2 separate regions of the Sus scrofa genome follow, and region 2 is linked to region 1. The links are chromatin contacts, called in public HiChIP or PLAC-seq maps. All regions are on one chromosome and are shown on one strand. Each heading gives the region's core, a stretch centred on a gene start, on an enhancer-like site or on the middle of the called end of the contact. The rest is flanking DNA. Distances are from core to core; before and after follow the strand shown. Region 1 overlaps EPAS1 (endothelial PAS domain protein 1). Region 2 has its middle 68 kb from the start of EPAS1.

Region 1 (5,771 bases), core at 1,934-4,433:
TATAAACAAACTGGGTTCATCAGCCCCTCCGCTGGCGTCGGCGTGCCTGCAGATGGAGGGGAACGACCATCAGCTTTGAGTTGGGGTTTCCTGGTTTTGTGACGTCTGACCATTCGAATGTTCTTCGATTGTGTTTGGGGTGTGTGTATTTCCCAGTTTTTATAGTTGTCTGTTTAAAGGAGCGAAGAAGGAGACGTTAAATATTTATTTTAGTTGACAAGATAAATGAAGACTACTACTGGGAAGCGAGCTGGCAATTCTGAAATCAAGGTTTGTTTGTCCGACTCCAAAACACGCCCATTGTGTGCCTAATGGATGGTGCGTGAATTCGATTTAAAAACATTTTATTTGAGGCTGATTATAACACACAATGACTTTGAACATTTTAGAGATTCTAATCTTGAAAGAAAGTGGAATCTCTTCACAGAGGAAGATCGAATCTTTCCGAGAATAGCCTGATTTTTGAGGGTCTCGAGGAAATTCTAGCCCTAGTCTCGGAACCAGAAGTTTATCTGGCAAATTGGTGAGCCTATAAGTGGCCAGCCCATTGTCCGCATGGCCCGCAGGTGCAGTTCTGATTCCCAGGCGAAGCCTGAAAGGGACGGGACCCATCAGAAAAGTTGTTTGGGGGTCGGAAGGGAAGGGCCAGCACTGTTCCATCTCCTTGTTCTCCCTGAGTATCCACCTTGGCTACGGCGCCTTTGGGTGCTGGCTCCAGGGTTAGGCCACCAAGGAACATGTCTGTGGCTGGTGAGTTCAGAGAGCTCTCTGCTCAGGGGACAGATCCTCACAGTCTGAGACCAGCTGGCTGGGGCGAGTGAGCTGCTGGAATCTCACTGGAGACATCGCCGCTGGGCTGGATCAGCTGAGACCTAAGCGCCTCAGCCCTGTCGTGTGGCCCGTTGTTGGACAAAGGCTTTTACCCCCACATCTTGTGGAGGCAGAGAACTTGCCTCTTCTCTGCCCACCTCCACACCAGACACACCTCACAGAGTGGAGAAAGGTGGCTTGAATATCCTGAGGGCTGAGCGGAGGGCTGCGTGTGTACACCATGTGCCCTGAGCCAGGTGACCGTGTTCTCAGAAGAAAGTGGATCGTGAGGGCCCAGGTCCCTTAGCGGTGCTGGAATAGACAGGGCTCTCATTAGGCCTTGGCCCCCAAAGAAAATCAATCCCTTGGTTGACTTTTCCATTAGTTATAGAGCATCCATCGTAGCAGAGATCGAAGGAGAAAGTGGCCCCAGAGTTCAGGGGTTGGCAGCCTCAGGTGTGGAGGGAAGAATACGTCATTCCTTATGACACTGTGTCTGCCTATTGGGACTGGACGAGCCGGGGGACTTGGAGAAAGCTCTGTGGACAAGGCAAGGCTTTGAGCTGGCCCTGCCATTGTCAGGGCTTGGAGAAGAGAAGCCTCAGGGCTCTATAGCAAGCAGGGGTTTGCGGGGCTGGGAACTGCGAGGAAAGGGATCCACCCCAGGGGAGGTGGGGGGTGACCTGACACGCCGCCCGTCAGCTGCACATCCAACTGCTGAGAAGGTAGACTCCGGATTCTGGGGGGACTGGAAGTTCGGCAGAGTTTATTTACTCTGGATGTGGTCGGGGACAGGCAAGCATGGGGAGGGGAGTGACGGAATGGAAACAGCACTCTAGGATGGTTTCGTCTGACCTGTGCAAAACCGGTCTGGAGCCGGAAAGAGGAGGAGAGACAGGAAAGCAGGGAGCCACGGCCTCTGCCTTCCCCTCCCTGCTGCTCGTCTCCAGCATGGACGGGTGACAGGCTGTGCATTTTGACACAGAGCCTGTAATGACGAGAATCTCCCCAGCCCTGCTTGTGTGTGACAGGCTAAGCAAACAAGACAATGAGCCCGCTAGAAAAAAATGTGAGAGCAAAGATTACGAGAAGTAGTGTTTAGGTGTGACGTGGCAAAGCCGCTAATCTGATGGTTCCTGGGCAGGGCTTTGTTTATCTTAATGATTCCAGCACAGAGAAGAGGGGTCCTCAGAGATGGAAGTGATTCTTCACCGTTCTCCATACTTGCCTTTTCTCGGCCCACATCCCATCAAAGCCCGACACCTTGCAGGGGACGGCCAAGCCTTGTCATCTCAGAACTGCCTATTAGAGTGTCATGAAGAGGCCGATTTCTAGGACTCAGATTTTGGATTTGTTTCTCTCAGCACCTCCTGCCCTCCCCTTCCCCCGACCCAATGCCTTTCCTTGAGGTCGGGAGGGACAAAGAGGAGAACCCACGAAGGCAGATGCGATGTCTGAGAAGTATCTGAGGTCACCCAGCAGGACCTGAGGGATGAAGGTTTAAGCACAGATGGGGCTCTGCCTGCCTGGGTGCCTCTTTGCTCCACAATAAACACACTTGCAAAAGCTGCCTCCATGCTTTTACTCACTTCGGACCACTTGATTTTCACGTTTCATTTATATCACCCTCTACTAGACTAAGCTTGACCTAGTAGTCAGGAGGTTCCCGTTCTCACTTTTGCCCTGCCTCTGGACCCTTGTGTAAACATCAAGCAGATTGTCTCCCTCCCTGCATCTCTGCTCCCTTGCCTTCAAAAACTGGCGGTTCAGGGGTGTGTGAGTCCCTCGTCCAGTGGTCCCTGGAGCATAGGCATATGTGTGGTCATTGGGGTGGGGAGTAGGGAGTCTGCTCCTGAAGAGGTGCTTTTCCTGCCCCTGCAACACAGCTTCAGGAAGGGCAGGAAGAGTAGCCACTGGGTGGACCCGCAGTTGCAGGTTGACCACCATGTTTTTGCACAGGTGATGGTCCCACTGGGAAGTGTGGCGTGGGTTCACCTAAACGTCTGCATTGGCATAATGGACTTGGTCCTTGAGCCCCTGGTCACATTCACATGGTCTCTCTTCCCCTTTGCTTTTTTTAAAAATTCAGAATCACAGAACTGATTGGTTACCACCCCGAGGAGCTGCTCGGCCGCTCAGCATATGAGTTCTACCATGCCCTGGACTCGGAGAACATGACCAAAAGTCACCAGAACTGTAAGTTCCAGGAGTGTCTCCTGTGTCTTCCTTGTGTCTGCAGAATCTGGCCTTGAGTGGGGAGTGACCAGAGGGAAAGGAGAAAATCCAGTCCCTTCTTTCCCAGAGTCACCATCCTGTGTGTCAGACAAGACTCATGCCCTCAAGATGGTGCAAGAACCAAGGCTGCCACCAGCCTGTATGACACAGTCACGCAAACCAGGAAAAGGGCCCCTTTCTCTGGGACACACCCACACCCCAAGGCATACAGCCTGGCGAGTGGAAGGTGAAATCTTAGTCCCTACTCACCCCCTCAGCTGAGCACCCTTGTGCAGGTAACAGTCTGCACAACCTTATGGAACAGCCCTATGGAGCATAATACAAGACAGCGGGTTATCAACTTGGCTTATGTGCTGTAGTAGCCAGTACATCCATTCAGAGAAGAAGAGGGCTGAGAGACTTCAGGAAAAGAGAGGACATGGCCCTTGAGTTGGACCTTGAAGGTTGGCAGAGCTTGTACGGCCCCAACTTAATAGATGGGTTGAAGTAATCCATGGTTCTCCAAGAGCTTGCTTGCTGGATCAGGAGAACTCAGTTGGAGGGGGCTGCCCAGGCAACCCAATGATGGCATATGGAAACTATCCCTTGCAGCTTGAAAGAACACTTGAATTCGGAAATGATTCTAGAACAGGACTGTCCAGTAGAACTTTCTGCAGTGGAAATGTTCTGTATCCACATAGTCCATATGTGACCTATGCTGTATTTGAATTATGTCTGTTGTAACTAAGGAACTGAATTTTTGAACTTGGTTTTCATGAAATTTAAGTAACCACACTTCGCTAGTGGCTACCATTTTGCACAGTGCAGTTCAAGTGCATTCAGTTGGCCATGTTCCCAAGTAAGGCTTCCCATTGGCAGGTGATCCAAGAAGATGTTCTTGAATCTATACAGCCAATCAACATGCAAGGATTGTAGGTCTATAACCCTATACCTGGCCTACTAAGGGGCATAGCCATTGACCCCTGCCCTAAGGGATCTCATTTCTGAAGGACAAGGACTTCTGTGGGCCCCGTGGGAGCAGAGTGGCTTGTACCTTCAGTCTCAGTATCTAGTATAGTGTTGGGTGTAGTACAGGCATTGAATGATAAACCCGAGGGCAAAAAAAAATATATTTGGGAAAGAATGCTTCAAAATAAGTTCCCCCAGTGCAGATGTGGGTGCTGAGAGGATTACAGAAGGATTTCAAATAGGTAAGTCTGAGAAGATTCCCAGTGGCCCTGCTGGTCTTGGGCTCTGAGGATTGGCTGTGACTTGGAGTGGCAGTGAAGAAAATGCAAGTGCAGCCCTTTGCCCATTGTTCCTAAATCTATCCATCTATCCCAAGGTTAGGACAGCTAACGTTCAGACCAGCCAACAAACTAGCAGCCCATAAGCTGTGTAGAAGCACACCTAATCTTCTCATAAGGGCTGAGGTCTTCTCTTTCTAACTGGTTTCTTTGCCTTTTCCCCATGGCTTTAGGATTTGATCTGACAGTACAATAGAGCCCCTTATGATATCTCAGAAATGTATCCTTGTGCTCTGTGGCAAAACACACACACACACAACCTACAAATAAATAACCCAGATCGAGCCCCTTTCAGGGACCCAGGGATGGAGGAGGGAGGTGGAGGTCCTTCCGTGTGCTCATGAACATGACCCAGCCCTAGCCTGCCCCAGTTTCAAAATTGTAGAGTGTGGCTCCAGCCTCCACTCTTCTGGTCCATGGTCATTCCTGCTCCCAAACTCATCCTAACACTGGGCCTTGGGGACCGGGCTCTGGCCCGGGTTACCCACCGATTGCCCAGTGCCTGGTTTTCTGGGACTTCCCTCCTGTAGATGTAAAACTGGGAACAAGCCCAGCCTCCCTTCTTGGCCAAGGGCACGTCAAAGTAAGGGTAAGAGTAGGTTTCTGGGAATTCTTGCAGGAAAGTATTGTACTTTATCTTCTGGGGTGGGAGAGTGGAAGAAACTATTGTCAAAGAGAACAAAAATGATGACTTGTCACTAGGCTTATGAAAAGGATTTTTCTTCCTTCTCTTAGGAAATTGTTGACCCTTAAAAATCAGCTAGGGTAAGAGAAAGGAAAAAAAAAAAAGGTCATATTAGTTTTCTGCTGAATCCAGGGAAAAGATGGTGCTTTTAATCAAACCTGTGTGTTTAAGCATTGGACACACTTAAAGGTAACTCACAACCCAAATAGAAATCACAGGGTCCCTTCTTCCCATGATGGAGCCAAGGACAGCAGCTCTGAGCTCAGGGGCCTGCACCACCAGCCTGAGGCCAGCCAAGGGGAATCTGCATGGGTTGGAAATTGGGTTAATTCCAGCTAAACAGAAGCATCTATTTCTATTTCTGTCTCTCTCGCCCTCTCTCTGTTTCTCTCAATCTTTCTTTCTCGGTCTTTCTTTGTCTCTCTGTCTGTCTCTCTCTCTCGTTGGGTTTGTGCAGATGAAGTAGGACAGCGACCCAGGCTCATGCCGTGGAATAATTGGAGGATCAGGCTTGAGGCTGGCCCAGGTTTACACAGCAGCGTCCCGAATTTATGCACATATGTGTATCTTAGCCTGCGAGGGTTTACCATTGAATTTACCAGGGAAGCTCAGTCCTCAAACCAGATTTAGATCATTGAAAGCCATCATTTCCAAATGGATTAGTAGTTTATACATTGTTACCCTCTGAGCATGAGGGTTTGGGGGCAGGTGGGGGGGGTTCTCTTTGTTGTGTGAGGACACTGTGTGCTCTTAGG
Region 2 (5,783 bases), core at 590-3,089, 140 kb before region 1:
AAAGTGATTCAATTAACACATATGCACATATCCATTCCCATATAAGTTATCACAAAATATTGCATAGACTTCCCTGTACTATACGGCAGGTCCCCGTTGACCAACACTTCCATTTATAATCGTGTGCATATGCCAGTCCCAAACCCCCAATCCATCCTTCCCCTCACCCTTCCCTTTTGGTAACCATAAGTTTGTCTTTGAAGTCTGGGAGTCTGTTTCTATTTTGTAAATAAGTCCATTTGTATCATTTTTTTCAGACTCCACATATTAGTGATCTCATATTACCTTTGTCTTTCCCTGTCTGACATCACTTAGCATGATAATCTCTAGGTCCATCCATGTCACTGCAAATGGCATTATTTTATTCTTTTTTATGGCTAAGTAGTGTTCCATTGTATATATGTACCACAACTTCTTTATTCATTTCTCGGCTGATGGACATTTAGGTTGTTTCCATGTCTTGGCTATTATAAATAGTGCTTCAGTGAACATAAGGGTGTATGTCTCTTTTTCAGTAAGGTTTCAGATTTATAGCTTACACTAGGGGAAGTACTACAATTGGTGCTAGATCGTTACTAATGTTCCTTTTCTCTATTGTCACAATGACCTTGTTTCCTCTCTTGTTATAGGTGAGGGAATAGAATCACCTGGCTAGCTAGTGGCAGAGTCACATTCAGACTTCCAGCTATGATCTTGCACATTCATTGACAGCTTGGGTCTCACAGCAACGCTGGGAAATGGGCAATAAATGAACATTACCCCAATTTAGGATGGGAAATCAGGATGTGCAAAGCTTTGCCAGGCTAGACTCCACAGCTGGGCTTCCTGTCTCCAGCTCCATTGGGGGCTGTTACCTTGAGGTCAAGGTCAAAGCCCTCATAGGCAGTGGGGGAGATATTTTGGGGTAGAGCTGTCTCCCTGGCACCTCTCAAATCTCATCTCGGGAAGCAGCTGCCCACTGGGCCTGGGTGTCAGACCTGTCCTGGCTAGGCCTGGGGCCCTGCTGTTCTGGAAATCTCTGGAAGGAGATGCCCCTCCTTGTCTCAGTGTCTTCACCACGAGGTCGGCTGGGCACTGTCTACCAGGGTCTTCTCCACGTTAGCATTCTTCTTGTTCTTATTCAAGGAAGGGACAGGGACACCAGAGGAGAAGGTGCCCCTTGGCTTGAGGCAGTATTTGGGGTGATAAAGAAAAGCTTCTTCTTTGATGGACTGCTTGGGCTTGTCCAGTGAAAATGGTCCTTCTGTGGGACCACAGAGCAGAGTGGTGACTTCAGGGCTTGAAGAGTGGTCAGCTGGGATGAAGTCCAAATACACATCACCTCAAGACCTCCTGCGATGTGCTTCTCGGACCCACTGAGGATTTCCTTTCTCTGTCCTGCTGCCTCTCCTGGTCTGCCTCTGTCCCTCCATCTCTGCTGTGTGTCCATCATGGCTTTCTCGCCCCCGGTCACCCCCAGCGCCCAGCATCTCTGACACACTGTCTCTCTTTCCTCCTTTCCTTCGCCCTCCCCTTTCCCTGGCCTCTTCTCTCAGCACTCACTGTGTCTCCCACCTTGCCTGCCTCATGCAGACCTACCCACGTTCAGGATTCCTTGTTCTTCCTGGAGAGATTCTTTAATCACATCTGTTAAAAAGTAGGCAAGTTGCACTCTTCAGACGCCAAGGGAAAAAAAAAAAAAAAAACCCAGTCATCTTAATTTAACCTTTTTCTCGGCCCACTGGCCTGTGGCTGGAGCAAAAATAGGTCTCCCCACTTCTGGCACACACACCAAGCTGTAAGCCAGCCCAGTTGGCAGATACACTGCGGGGGCCAGAATCCTGTTACCCAACTCAGGGCCGGTGCCAGAGCTCCAAGCCCGGTCAGGCCTCCTAGCCAAGGCCACGTATGGGCCTGAGGGGGCCTGGGGCGCTGAGCTTCCCACCCATATGACCCTTGGGCTATGGCTGGTACTGGTCAGCTGCTGCTTCCTCTTCCCCAGTGGGGCTGCAGGAAGGGTTCAGCTGGAGCCCAGCCCCCTGTCAGCTTGTCATTATGCTGGGTGACACCTCAAAGCCCCAGGCAAGCTGTCAGGTTAGTGCCCAGCCTAGCACCATTAAATTTATTGGACTAACATTTGAATGAGGATTTAGCATTACATAATGTTATTACCTCATAACAGTCTAGTAGAAGAGGTTTTATTGAGTCTTTATAATGACCAGACCGAGGCTCGTAGAGGTTAAGTTCATCCAGTCAGGAATGAAGCTGCTACTTAGGATTCTGGAATTTCTTGCCATAATGTCCCCAGACCAGGTTCCAGTGCCAGCATGGACCACCTCCCCAGGCCTGATTTCTTAGAGTGGACCACACCACGCATGTACGCAATCTCTGGTCACAAGGGTGGACACGGGGCAGAAGTTCGCTAGTTGTGGGTGGACCTTGGACATGTAGGCTGGAGTGTCCCCACATGAGTGTGAGGTCATCTGTAATGCAGGGCATTGCTGGGAGTTTGAAGAAGAGAAGAGTGGACCAGCAGAGGGGGGGCGTGGAACTGGGGCCCCAGCTGCCAGAACCCCCACCTTCAGGCATGTGCACTCCCAGGAATCTGAAAATTCTCGATGTGAACCGGGCCTTCTAGGTCACCTGAGCGTGGGCATTGGTGGAATTAGGAGGACAAAATATATTTTACTTAAGTGTTTATTGATTCAATTTTAACTGAAATATTGAAATTTATGTCAACTGGGCTGTCACTAGGCAAATGAGCTCTGGGCCCCATAAATGTTAGGTGGGCCTGGTGAGCTCCTGAGCTCCCCCAGAATATCTTATAAGGTCCTCCGACGCGAGCCAGGCTCTCTCCCCAACCTGTTCCTCCTCATGGTTCCATACCCAGGAGTCTGTTCTGTTTCCTCTCTCCCCCAAACACCATATGCCTACCACCAAATCCCATCTTTTTCACCCCCAACCATGGCACTCTACCCCAGAGCCACCCCCAAGTGCCCTTCTGGTCCTCCTGACCGCTCTCCCTGCCTCCAGCCTTGCTCTGCTCTGTCCTGCTCTCCACACTGCTTCCTAAACAGCTCAAAATCAAGTCCAAGTGCCCCACTGCCTGCAAACTAGAACTCCAGCTTCTCAGCCTGCCCTTCAAAGTGCTTAGTTCATCATGGTGTTGGTTGGAAAGATCACCTGGCCTCCTCGAGCAGCAGGGGTGGGGAGGCCAGGTGAGGGCTAGGGGGAAATCCAACCATGTAAACCTCAACCATCCGGTTGGCAGGAGCCAGGAAGAGCCACTCAGAAAGACCAAAGTGGACAGCGGAGTCAGAGCTCCTGAGGGCAGGAGTATGGTTTAGGGGCTCAGCACCCAGGCCACCTCATTGCCTCTGCAGCTGGGTTTGCCATGGAAGGCCAGACTCTCTTTCTCATCCCCTCTGCCTTTTTTTTTTTTTTTTTTTTCGGTCTTTTGTCTTTTTAGGGCTGCACCCGCGGCACATAGAGGTCCCTAGACTAGGGGTCAAATCGGAGCTACAGCTGCCAACCTATGCCACAGCGACAGCAAGGCCACATCTGAGCCATGTCTGCAACCTACACCACAGCTCATGGCAATGCCGGATCCTTAACCCACTGAGCGAGGCCAGGGATCAAACCCGCAACCTCATGGTTCCTAGTCAGATTTGTTTCCGCTGTGCCATGATGGGAATTTCCCCTCTGCCTTTTTTTAACTTTTACTCTTACCCCACAAACCAATACCTTTCTTTTTTCTTTTTTTCTTTTTTTTTTTTTTTTTTTTTTTTTGTCTTTTTTGGGTCACATCTGCAGCATATAGAAGTTCCCAGGCTGGGGGTCTAATCAGAGCTGTAGTTGCCAGCCACAGCCACAGCCACAGCCACAGCCACAGCCACAGCCACAGCCACAGCAACACCAGATCTGAGCCACATTTGTGACCTACAGCACAGCTCACAGAAACGCCAAGTCCTTAACCCACCGAGGGAGGCTAGGGATCAAACCAGCCTTCTCATGGATGCTGGTCAGGTTCATTACCACTGAGCCACAACAGGAACCTTTCTTTTTTTTATCTCTACTCTACCAGCCCCGCTCACCCCCACCCCTGACTGTCCAGGGAAACAATTTATTGACCCAACCAGTCCCAGTATTCCTTGGGCAGAGTTCTTGCCAGACCACCTCATGGACAGGATTTGGAGCAGATGTTTGGCCCGATCCAATCAAGGTGAGAGCAGGGAGATGGGGCTCCCAAGGTGAGTTGGTCTCTCCCCATCCTGGGGTGAACTGGCTGGCTTCCTGGCCTGGCCTGGCCTGCGCATCAGTGGGACCCCAACCCACCATCTCCAGAGGTTTCCCTCCTTGAGATCCCACGGTGTCCTTCCAAAGCTTCCTCATCTTTGCTTTGCCAACTTATGCTGGTCCCATCACCAGGTACATTCAGATTTCCTGGCCCCCATCATGCTGCCCCTCCCCGCTTCCCCTCCAGCCTTCTTTAAACCCCTCCCACTCAAAGGAACACCTCATTCTGGGCCCCTGTTGCTAGCTGCTTATAATATCTTATAGCGCTAATTTCCCTCTTGCTTTTATTTCTGTGAGTTGTCACATATCTCCCTAATTGGGTTGTAAACACTATGGAAAATGAAGATTCCATTATCCACCTTTGTACATAGTCCAAGTGCTCAGCACAGAATACCACCTAGGATAAGCTTCCAGTTACATACTGCGATGGATTTAAAAAAAGATAAAAATGAATAAGTGGTCTGGATAAACCGGCGTGGCAGAGGAGCCCCCATTTTTTAATTTTTTTCCCTCCATGCTGCATCTTCTGAACACCAAGAACAGACTTTAAAGCCCTGGGAGCTTAACCTCCACCCCACCCCACTGGCTGCATCTCACCCTGCACCAGCTTCTCCTCAGCCAGACCCAGGGTCCTTCCCTCTGTCCCAGCCGGCAGGCTGTGGTGAGGGCAGCGTGGGCCACCTAGGAGCCTGAGCGGTCATGGGCTCTGCGTGGAGAGCCTGCCAGGGCAGCCCAGGATGGGGCTGGCCTGCTGCTGGGGGCCCAGGAGAGATGGGAGGCGTGGGCAGCCCCAGCGTGCTCTCCCTCACGTCCTTGAAGCTTCCCCTGTCCTCTGACTCAGCTCCAGCATCTCAATTTGTGGATGAATGCCCTGGTCCTAGACAGAGAGCCGATTCAGCCCAGCAGGGTTTCTGGAGGGCTCCCAGGAGGGGGAAGCCCGGAAAATGGCTGGGGGGCAGTGAAGCTGGAGTGCTGGCCAGTTCGCTCCAGCTGCAGCTCAGGGCACGTTCTCCTCTGCCCCCCACTCCCCACCCCACGCATTCTTCTGGTGCCCTCAACAGTGCCCAGCTTTACAGGGCAAAAAGGAGCCTGGAGCAGACCTTGGGAGCCCAGCTTCTAGTGTCCTACCCTCCCCTGGCCTGTTCCTCTCACTCCCCTGTGTGGGTACAGAAGTGCCTGACTTCTACCAGCAGATGGGCATGACGTCTCTACCCCGTGGGGGTCCCTACACCCCCTGCCCCAGAGCTGCAGAGGGAGTTGAACCCCTATTGAGCTCAAAGAGCCCCCATATCAAAACTTGATATCATGTGATAAGTTAACATGCAATAAAACGCACACATCAGAGTTTCTGTTGTGGCTCAGTGGTTAACGAATCCGACTAGGAACCATGAGGTTGCAGGTTCCATCCCTGGCCTCACTCAGTGGGTTAAGGATCTGGCGTTGCCATGAGCTGTGGTGTAGGTTGCAGATGCGGTTCAGAATCCGCGTTGCTGTGGCTCTGATGTAGG

The links. HiChIP or PLAC-seq counts read pairs in DNA pulled down with a chosen protein or histone mark.
Region 2: a contact with region 1 is called in an H3K27ac HiChIP or PLAC-seq map of alveolar macrophages. The contact joins two enhancer-like sites. A contact is called at or near these places in 1 of 47 Hi-C or Micro-C datasets (skeletal muscle) and 1 of 2 datasets of contacts at active chromatin or transcription factors (alveolar macrophages).

Annotation. Positions count from the first base shown.
Region 1 is chr3:94,180,198-94,185,968 of Sscrofa11.1, reverse strand. EPAS1 (endothelial PAS domain protein 1) reads left to right here. Exons shown (of 17, transcript NM_001097420.1): 8 at 2,900-3,006. Among named protein-coding and RNA genes, the nearest start is that of EPAS1, 71 kb to the left of the region's middle. Within about 2 kb of position 3,183, at least 1 of the 83 cell types and tissues checked has an H3K27ac peak or open chromatin away from gene starts, as enhancers often do. A contact at or near this core is called in alveolar macrophages, where this site is marked.
Region 2 is chr3:94,319,052-94,324,834 of Sscrofa11.1, reverse strand. No RefSeq gene overlaps it. Among named protein-coding and RNA genes, the nearest start is that of EPAS1, 68 kb to the right of the region's middle. Within about 2 kb of position 1,839, at least 10 of the 83 cell types and tissues checked have an H3K27ac peak or open chromatin away from gene starts, as enhancers often do. A contact at or near this core is called in alveolar macrophages, where this site is marked.